Linked DNA regions of Salmo salar: region 2 is linked to region 1. A link is a contact called in public Hi-C data. All regions are on one chromosome and are shown on one strand. Each heading gives the region's core, a stretch centred on a gene start, on an enhancer-like site or on the middle of the called end of the contact. The rest is flanking DNA. Distances are from core to core; before and after follow the strand shown. Region 1 holds the start of LOC106577185 (methylcytosine dioxygenase tet3-B). Region 2 holds the start of LOC106577251 (eukaryotic translation initiation factor 4E).

Region 1 (4,365 bases), core at 765-3,264:
CCCCTGGCTTTCTTCCCTCCCCTGCAAGGCTTTACCGTCAGGGGAGGAAACTTCTTGGAGCACCCCATGCCCCGTAAGGACATCCTGCGCCCCGGCGGATCCTCTCCCACCCCATGCTGGAGCAGAGGATTACCCCGGCTCCTTAGCCTCACTGATCCTGTTACATGCACAGGGGCATGGTTAACCCTACCAGGGGACCCCCCCGGGACCTGACTGCCAAGCGTGCCAAGCCTGCCAACCCCACTCCTCCCTGGGCTTCTGGCCGGCTGGGCCTGGGTCCTGGTTGTGGATCTTCGGGGTGGTTTTGGTGTCGACTGTGGGCTCTCAAAGGCTTTTCCTCTGGACTTGCTGGAGTTGGAGATCTGTCTCTTGGCGGTGGTGGTGGTTGTTGTTGTGGGTATCACCTTGCAGCCATTCCTTGTCTGTGGTGGGGGTTGTCTCTTAGGGGGTTTGGGAGTAGGAGGCATAGTGGAGGATGTGAGAGGGCAGAGATGGGGCAGTCGGCATGGGAACCAGGTGAATGGTTGTTCTCAGCTGTGCTCCAACTTCAACTTTTTTTTCTCTCTTCCTTAATTTTTTTGAGATTGGATTACTGGCTTACACTGACACGCAAATGCTGAGTTATTTTCCCACCATGTTGAAAAGCTGTGCAAGGACCTGGAGGGAATTGATCAAGAAAATAAAAATATGTTAAAATAACTGTCTGTTTCTCTATTAGTGCACTATATAACACACCCAAACACATCCGTGTTTGACTGAACACTAAGGAGAAAACTTTTTTATTTTCCTAACAAAACATGCCTGGTCACACGTTTTTTTTTGTAGGTACTGGGTATAGTAGAACCCAATTGTATAATTTGTAGCAGATGTTTAGAAATCTTGAATTGCATGGTGTTGCATTCGGGCAATGAAGCGTGTGACTGCAAATAGAACATGTATGAGGTATCAGGTGTAACTATATGGGTTAGTTGTATAGTGTTGAAGATTGTCGAGTTACCAGCCGTCTTTCACTTTCAACTGATCATGTTCAATAAACTCGCCTTGTGAGCCCACTTTAGGCTACTGCAGTTTTCCCTACTGTGTCCCTTTAACGAAAGGAATGGCGCTGGGCCTGCCGTGCCAAATACGGTCCGTATTTGGCTTAGCCGACTAAACAGTTTACAACACACAACACCTTGTCAAAGCAATGATCCGTGAAGTAGAGACATGCTTATTACCATGTAGTTAACAGATTACACAATAACCATGTCCTATAAATAAATGATTCATTGCAATATCAATAATAGATTTGTATTATTAATCAATATGCTAAAATCTCCAAACGCTCCTTCTGCTTCCGCATGGCGGTGGTATTTATTTTATATTTAGGCTAAGCCATTTAACAGTTAAAAGGCAGAAGTGAAGCCCTTTAAAAAGTACAGGCTATCACACAACACCGGACTTGGCTCGCGGCCTACTTTTTTACTGCAAGAGTTTCGGACGGAAGCGTAATGACAATGTTGTAACCAGCTTGCAACACTTTTTGCCGCGTCGAGTAGATTTTCTTGCACTTGACCAAATGTCGGAAAAATATCGAGTATTTGACACTAGTGGCATTGGATGGCTGACTAAGCTATTCGTGAATGTCACAAATAACATACGTGTTGTTGGTTTAGATGTTATTTACACGTTGACTTTAAAAGGCAGCTCAAATACTTTACATACCAGAGAGACAGTTGCACTGTCTGAATTGCTAATAATATTCCACTCCTGATAGACACTGACGATCATTGTATTGGTTTCACTCGGAAAATATGGCAGGTTAGTAGCTCTTCTTTACAACGCTGATACATTGACTCAATCTACCAATACTGTATTTATCAAACATCTATATAGCCATACTGAATAAAACACAATTTATAGCGTAAATCCTTCTTGTGTCAATCCATTCGGGGAAGCCCTCTCTCCCTCCTCTCCCAGACGCGACCTACTGTCTCGAGTCAACTCAGCTCTGGAGTGAAGGGTCTTTGGGAAAACCTGGAATGGAGCATTTGTCTACTTTCTCTAATGAGTAGAGGTAACAAACTACTATCAAACTACTTCAAACCCTAGATAACCTTTAACAAGCTAATGTTTTGCGTCATATTCTGTATGGTTTACAACTGTGTAATAATAACAGCTTTAAAAATATATTTCAGAACTGTGTAATAATAACACCTTTAAAAACACTAACCTGCTCCACACAAATACTATATGACCCTATATGTAGAAAATGATAAAGTGTTTAGGCAGTTGTTGACATATTATTAATTGACACATTTATGGTTTAATTATGCCATTTTTGTTATTTATCAATGACGTTATTCACATGCGACAGTGCGACACTCGATCTGTGCACATGAAGGGCAACAGTTAGTGATCATAAAAACATGTGCCTTAACCCTTCATACATACATTTAACCGGTAGCCAGTTGTTTTTTGTATTGCTGTTTGTCTAAGCACGTTTGGCTATTCTTTAGCTACGCGTTTCTCGCAAAAATAGTGACCGGAAACTGAACTCACAATTGTCGCTCGGTGAGGTTGTCTCAACGAGTGCCCGCTAGACAGGTTTCTTTGGGGAATCAGGAAGAGATGGAGGCTACCTGCAAATGCTAACGCGCCGCTAGCGAGATCCGTTTTGCAACGTTTGTTCATCTGACAGTGTTGACCTTGCAGTGGGTAAAATGGCTAATATAAGTTATTAGTACAGCAACAGTCGATTGAACTGTGAGTCAGTGTTTGAACAGTCCATTCAATAGTAGAGATTGGAAATTGTAGCTAGTTGACTAGTTAACGTTAATCTGCTAGTAACGGTAGCACGATAACTCGACTTCAATGACAGCTAGCTACTACTAGCTCTTTTTTAGTTTTGATACGTAACTAGCCAGCTAACCAAACTATGTCTTGATTATACATTGTTTCAGTGATCAACAGCTTACAACGTTATGCCTCACATCATTATGTGTCTCTCAAGGCAAGGCAGAATGTCAGTGTTAGTAAGTTATATTGGTGGTCTGATGATGACCTCGAGCGTTGTCCTTTTTAATGCTGGGTGAGAATGTCATGTAGCTGTTGTGTTTTTTTCTTTGCATAGTTATGGATGCATTCGGGTCCTGATTGAACTCACACATCATGGCAATGGATGCTGCAGTCTCCATCTGTGGTCGTCCTGTGATCCCCAACCACACTCAGGCGGACTATCACTTTGTCCGTTCCTTCGTAGCTGGAGGTAAGGGCGGCTGCAGACTTCACTAGTGATGATAATACAGAAATACAATACAGAACATACAGTAGTACACATCCAGTGACACAAACCCTGGTTCTGATGCGCTGCATAGTGTGCAGGCAATTCATCCGGCAATAACAGACTACTATCATCGAAATGAATGGGTAAACCTCACCAGAGATCCAGAAGAAATGGGTATATGTCTACAGAGTTCTGACAGCTTAAACGTCTAGACGTTGGCAGAGCGACATAGGTATAATGAGTTTGTGGGTAGTTTTCACAGACCCAGATTAAGCTGACTTGTATTGGACCTGCATTAAAAAGCCTGCTAGATGGAGATTCTTTACTGAAAGTGCATTTTAGTCCAGGACTAAGCTTAAAGCTGAAATCCACACCACTGTTCAGTCAGCATCAGGTGAAACCGCACCACTGTTCAGTCAGCGTCAGGTGAAACAGCACCACTGTTCAGTCAGCATCAGGTGAAACAGCACCACTGTTCAGTCAGCATCAGGTGAAACAGCACCACTGTTCAGTCAGCGTCAGGTGAAACAGCACCACTGTTCAGTCAGCATCAGGTGAAACAGCACCACTGTTCAGTCAGCGTCAGGTGAAACAGCACCACTGTTCAGTCAGCGTCAGGTGAAACAGCACCACTGTTCAGTCAGCGTCAGGTGAAACAGCACCACTGTTCAGTCAGCATCAGGTGAAACAGCACCACTGTTCAGTCAGCATCAGGTGAAACCGCACCACTGTTCAGTCAGCGTCAGGTGAAACCGCACCACTGTTCAGTCAGCATCAGGTGAAACAGCACCACTGTTCAGTCAGCATCAGGTGAAACCGCACCACTGTTCAGTCAGCATCAGGTGAAACCGCACCACTGTTCAGTCAGCATCAGGTGAAACAGCACCACTGTTCAGTCAGCATCAGGTGAAACAGCACCACTGTTCAGTCAGCGTCAGGTGAAACAGCACCACTGTTCAGTCAGCATCAGGTGGAACAGCACCACTGTTCAGTCAGCGTCAGGTGAAACAGCACCACTGTTCAGTCAGCGTCAGGTGAAACAGCACCACTGTTCAGTCAGCGTCAGGTGAAACAGCACCACTGTTCAGTCAGCGTCAGGT
Region 2 (4,365 bases), core at 708-3,207, 150 kb before region 1:
TCTGAGAGAAAGTCTCAGCTATTTGGTGGAGATTCCACTGTAGTGAGTCATGGGCTACAGTGGCAGTGTAAGGAGCCCCTCTGTATTTACCTATGGTGAATAATATGGCAATCACAGGCAGAGTAGATTCAATGAGACATCTCTTCTAATCCCATCTGTTATGCTATATAAAGCTGGTATTCTGCAAAGTAATAGCCTATGTTTCAGGCTACCTGTGTTACTGATTGTTGCATGAGCTGACTACCACACAAAATGTTGTCTCATTTACTAATTGTAATGCACAAAAGCAGACAGACACACAGTACCCATACTTGTTTTGCAGGGGGTGTTTGATGTACTGCTCAGAACCAGTGACCACAGGTGGTGCAGTGGGGATTACTTCAGGTTGGGGATCTTCTGTTTCAGGTGCATTCTGGATGGGATGACACAGCAAAAACATTCATCAGTACAATATTAGCTGTTTGCAGGAAATCTGACATCCTTAGACCCATCCTGCCAATAGCTCCTAACATACACAATCATATCAAAATAATCCTGGATACTAACTGGGGCGACAGGTAGCCTAGTGGTTAGAGCGTTTGGGCCAGTAACTGAAAGGTTGGTAGATCGAATCCACGAGCTGACAAGATAAAAATCGGTCATTCTGCTCCTGAACACGTCTTAACTGACTTGCCTAGTTAAACAAAGGTTACATTTAATAAAACTACCACTGACACTAAAACAATACCACATGTGCAGGTATTCTATCCATGTCGGACTACATCGTAACGTTTTGTATAAAGACAAAACTAGGATTTCTGCCATTTCTACTACTGAATGATACATACAATGCCTCTACATGTCTACTGAATATCTACCAACATCTGTGAAGGAGATGCTGAAGATCTAGACTTCCACTATTGAAAGATCTAGAACAAGGTGATGTGAGGTGACAATGGCTATCCGGCTCTGTTTTGTCAATGTGGTTAGCTAGTTAGCTACGTTTTCTGTTCACCTGAGACTAAGCCAAACGCCATTACTAATAGCTACTACTACTACTACTAGAGAGCCACATGTGATTGAAACTCTAGCTACTACTCGGTAGCTAGCTCCTAAGTAGTTAGCTAGACCGTCCATATGCCTCATCTCTGATTCGCCGCAAGTCATGCGCCTGCTGGATGGGGCTGATGCCACTCACCAGTACGTTAACTAGCCAACTAAACCACTTTTGACGTTAACTACAGTTGCTAGTTAGCTATACGACAATCTGACATTATTGAATTAGCTAACTGGGAACAATTTAGCTAGCTAACTAGTTACAACTAGTAATGCATTCAATTTGGCCCCAAAACAGGTACATTTGTGCAAAAATGTGCAGATTCAAATGAGCAAGCCCCGTGGCAGCAAGTTAGTTAACATTAGCTATCAGGCTAGTTAGCTATAGTTAGCAAGGTAACATTAACGTAAAATCTAGCTAACACAGCACAGACACACGTGTCCAGATGTCACAATTTTTATCGTGTAAATAAAACCAATCACAAATACGATCAATAGTTTTGAAGGGACACAGTAACAGTGTAATATATTGAATTGTATTGACTCAATGAACCAAGTAGGAACTACCTAGCTATGTCCAGTCACTCCCTGCCAACAGTCGCCAATGCCACCCCCTAAATCCATCGCTAGTATTGCTGAGCATGTTGGAACCAGACACCCGCACTTTCATAGATCCTCGAGCAAAATAGTCCATTAAAACCTGGTAGATTTGAACCCTATAAGATGAAACTTAACGAAATAAAAAAAGGATGGGTTCTAAATTCCGTTTTTATTCGTGAAATGTCCACATACCTCGATCTCGCTTACCGGCTCCGAAGTCGCCATCTTGCCTGTAAAAATGATCCTGTCCGTTCGGAGCTGGTGCGTCACGAATCACTCAAAAATATACGGAAGCCTTTTTAGTTCAAGAGCATGTGAATGGCAGAAAGCCCGCTCTCTGACAGTAGACATTTCGCACGCAGGTATATTATCACTATTTACTCCAATTATAATACTACAAATATTTAAGTCTCCACTACACTGTGACAAAGGAATGGACCCGGGGAATAAGGTAAGCTATCTTGTTTGTTCTACTGGTTACCATCTATTCCCAAAAGTACATTATTGAGGGTCTACACACACATATCTAATCAGGGGTATTGGCATCTGTTATGTTCACCTGAGACTACACACACACACACACACACACACACACACACACACGCGCGCGCAAACACACACAAGTATTATAGTTTGTATACTTTGAAGTCACTTATTGTCAATAAAGCAAAAAGACACACAACAAGTCCAAAATATAAATACATCTTTATTTCACCAGGGGGTAGCCATTGACAGGAATGCTGAATTTAGTATTTTCTCAAAACTGTCAAACTGATATACACCTTAGTTATGTACAGTCATTTTGTCAATCAGTTGCAAAATAACAAGACTGTTATCTACAAACCATGAATAGTACAGTAAAACTGTCAGTTCCACATGAAATATTTATTTTATACAGTTTTATTCCAATAAAAACCTTTGAGTTTTAAAATGCTGGTGCTAGTTTTTCCTCCTTGATGTACATGTAGGTTAACACAGTTTTCAAGTCACACATAATGGTAGAACCAAGAAATCTTCAAGTGAAACAATTACAAAAGTTTATTCTCTTACAAACTGTCTTATGTAAAGCTGGAAACGTTTTAAAGTGACTGTTTTCTACCACATAATTAACTTGCAACGGCCTACATTAAATATAATGTAATAGACTATATATGTACTGCAGCTACTTTGTATAAAATGCATTCAATCTATGTGTCAACATTTATCTCAGAGGAAAAATCTAAGTATATGGTTTGACTTTGTCAATCTGTTGACAACATTATTGGAAGAAAGAGAGTTGTGTTAGGAGACTGTGTGTGCCCTAGTTGGGTTGAAGCCTGGGTAAATGAACAACCTCACACCTGAGAAACAAAGAGAAAAACAACAGACATACAAAAAACATATATCCAGATCTGTGTATTACTCAAATGAAAGCACCAGTGAAATGTGCTTTATCTGCATTGAGCTGCATTAGATCCAGCATATACTGATACAGATCAATACAACAGATGCCTAATCAATTGCAGTATTAGTGAATGGGCCCATATTTACATGGTTATGATGGACTAATGTGAGCATTGATGAATACCCTACGTGGTTCCCCCTATCAAAGCAGGTTTATACTGTATACTGCAGAGGTCTACTGTCTGACTCAATACATGATAGACCTAGAACTTATGATGAAAAGATGCAGAGAATTGATGCTACTCTGTAACTCTGTTCAAGTTGACCAGTGACAAGATTGAAGTACTGTAGTACAAAATGCATTCAGGACAGAGACGGTAGAGCACAAAGGTATGGCATGCCCATCCAGAAGGGAAACAACAAATGCTAGTCATGCAAAAAGCATCATAACATCACCCTTAGAATAAACACAGGCGTTTATCAGTGCAGCATCACATTTTGACGAGTTAGCACCATCAGAAAGTGACTACATTTTGACCCTGAAACAGTATGCCACCAGCATTGAGGTTGATTCTATTTCAATAGCCTTCTATCCAGGATTTTCAAATTAATTTGAATGAATAAGGTTGAATTGGAAAATTCTCTCTGAATATTACCGTTATTTTCTGAAATGACACGAATTAACCCCAACCCTGTATGCCACATTCAGATCCCATGAAACAGTTATGTAAATGGTATGTAAACAACGTTTTAACAACATTTCAACACTGTTACAGCAGCTGAAATGATCTGAGGAGTATTTTATTCTGTCAGAGCAGCTTCACCCAAAGAGTAAAGACGAGGCAATGAGAAACAAAGGGTTTGTTTGGTTCTCTCCACACTTGTATAATGTATTTATACCCAGTATATGGACAAACATAACTGTCAATCAATGCCCTAGTCAGTTAAAAAGAGAGGATAGAGATGCTGTCAGCGCCTGTAAGAAACATACAGTAATATAGTCACCATTTCTGAACAGGTTTTATGTGGTCTTTTTAGCTGTGTCTGTATCAAAAACAGACACGTCCTATTTAAAACACTCTGGAAGTTCAGACAGTGAACCAGACCTGGGTTAAAATACTATTTCAAATATCTCAATTACTTTCCCATACATTCAAAGTAATTATTTGAAAAGACAAGTAGTTGCATCTGGAAATTTGGAAAGTATTTGAAAATACTCAAATTCACTGATGCAAATACATTCCCATGCATTTAAAACAGGTATTTGAAAACACTATCAAATACAATTTGGTAGACTATTTGGTTTTTACAATCAACCATTAAAATTCTCAAATAAAAGTACTTATT

What was found. Hi-C and Micro-C count contacts between places; a contact is called where the count stands out from the background.
Region 2: a contact with region 1 is called in a Hi-C map of muscle, with 6 times the contacts expected there. The contact joins the promoter of LOC106577251 here to the promoter of LOC106577185 in region 1. A contact is called at or near these places in 2 of 3 Hi-C or Micro-C datasets (gill and muscle).

What each region holds. Positions count from the first base shown.
Region 1 is chrssa18:30,794,708-30,799,072 of Ssal_v3.1, reverse strand. It overlaps LOC106577185 (methylcytosine dioxygenase tet3-B), which reads right to left and starts at 2,014. Exons shown (of 11, transcript XM_014155012.2): 1 at 1,705-2,014; 2 at 1-657. The coding sequence starts at 467. It also overlaps the pseudogene LOC106577186.
Region 2 is chrssa18:30,945,562-30,949,926 of Ssal_v3.1, reverse strand. It overlaps LOC106577251 (eukaryotic translation initiation factor 4E), which reads right to left and starts at 1,957. Exons shown (of 7, transcript XM_014155185.2): 1 at 1,828-1,957; 2 at 312-412. The coding sequence starts at 1,860. LOC106577185 (methylcytosine dioxygenase tet3-B) reads right to left here. Exons shown (of 11, transcript XM_014155012.2): 11 at 2,322-4,365.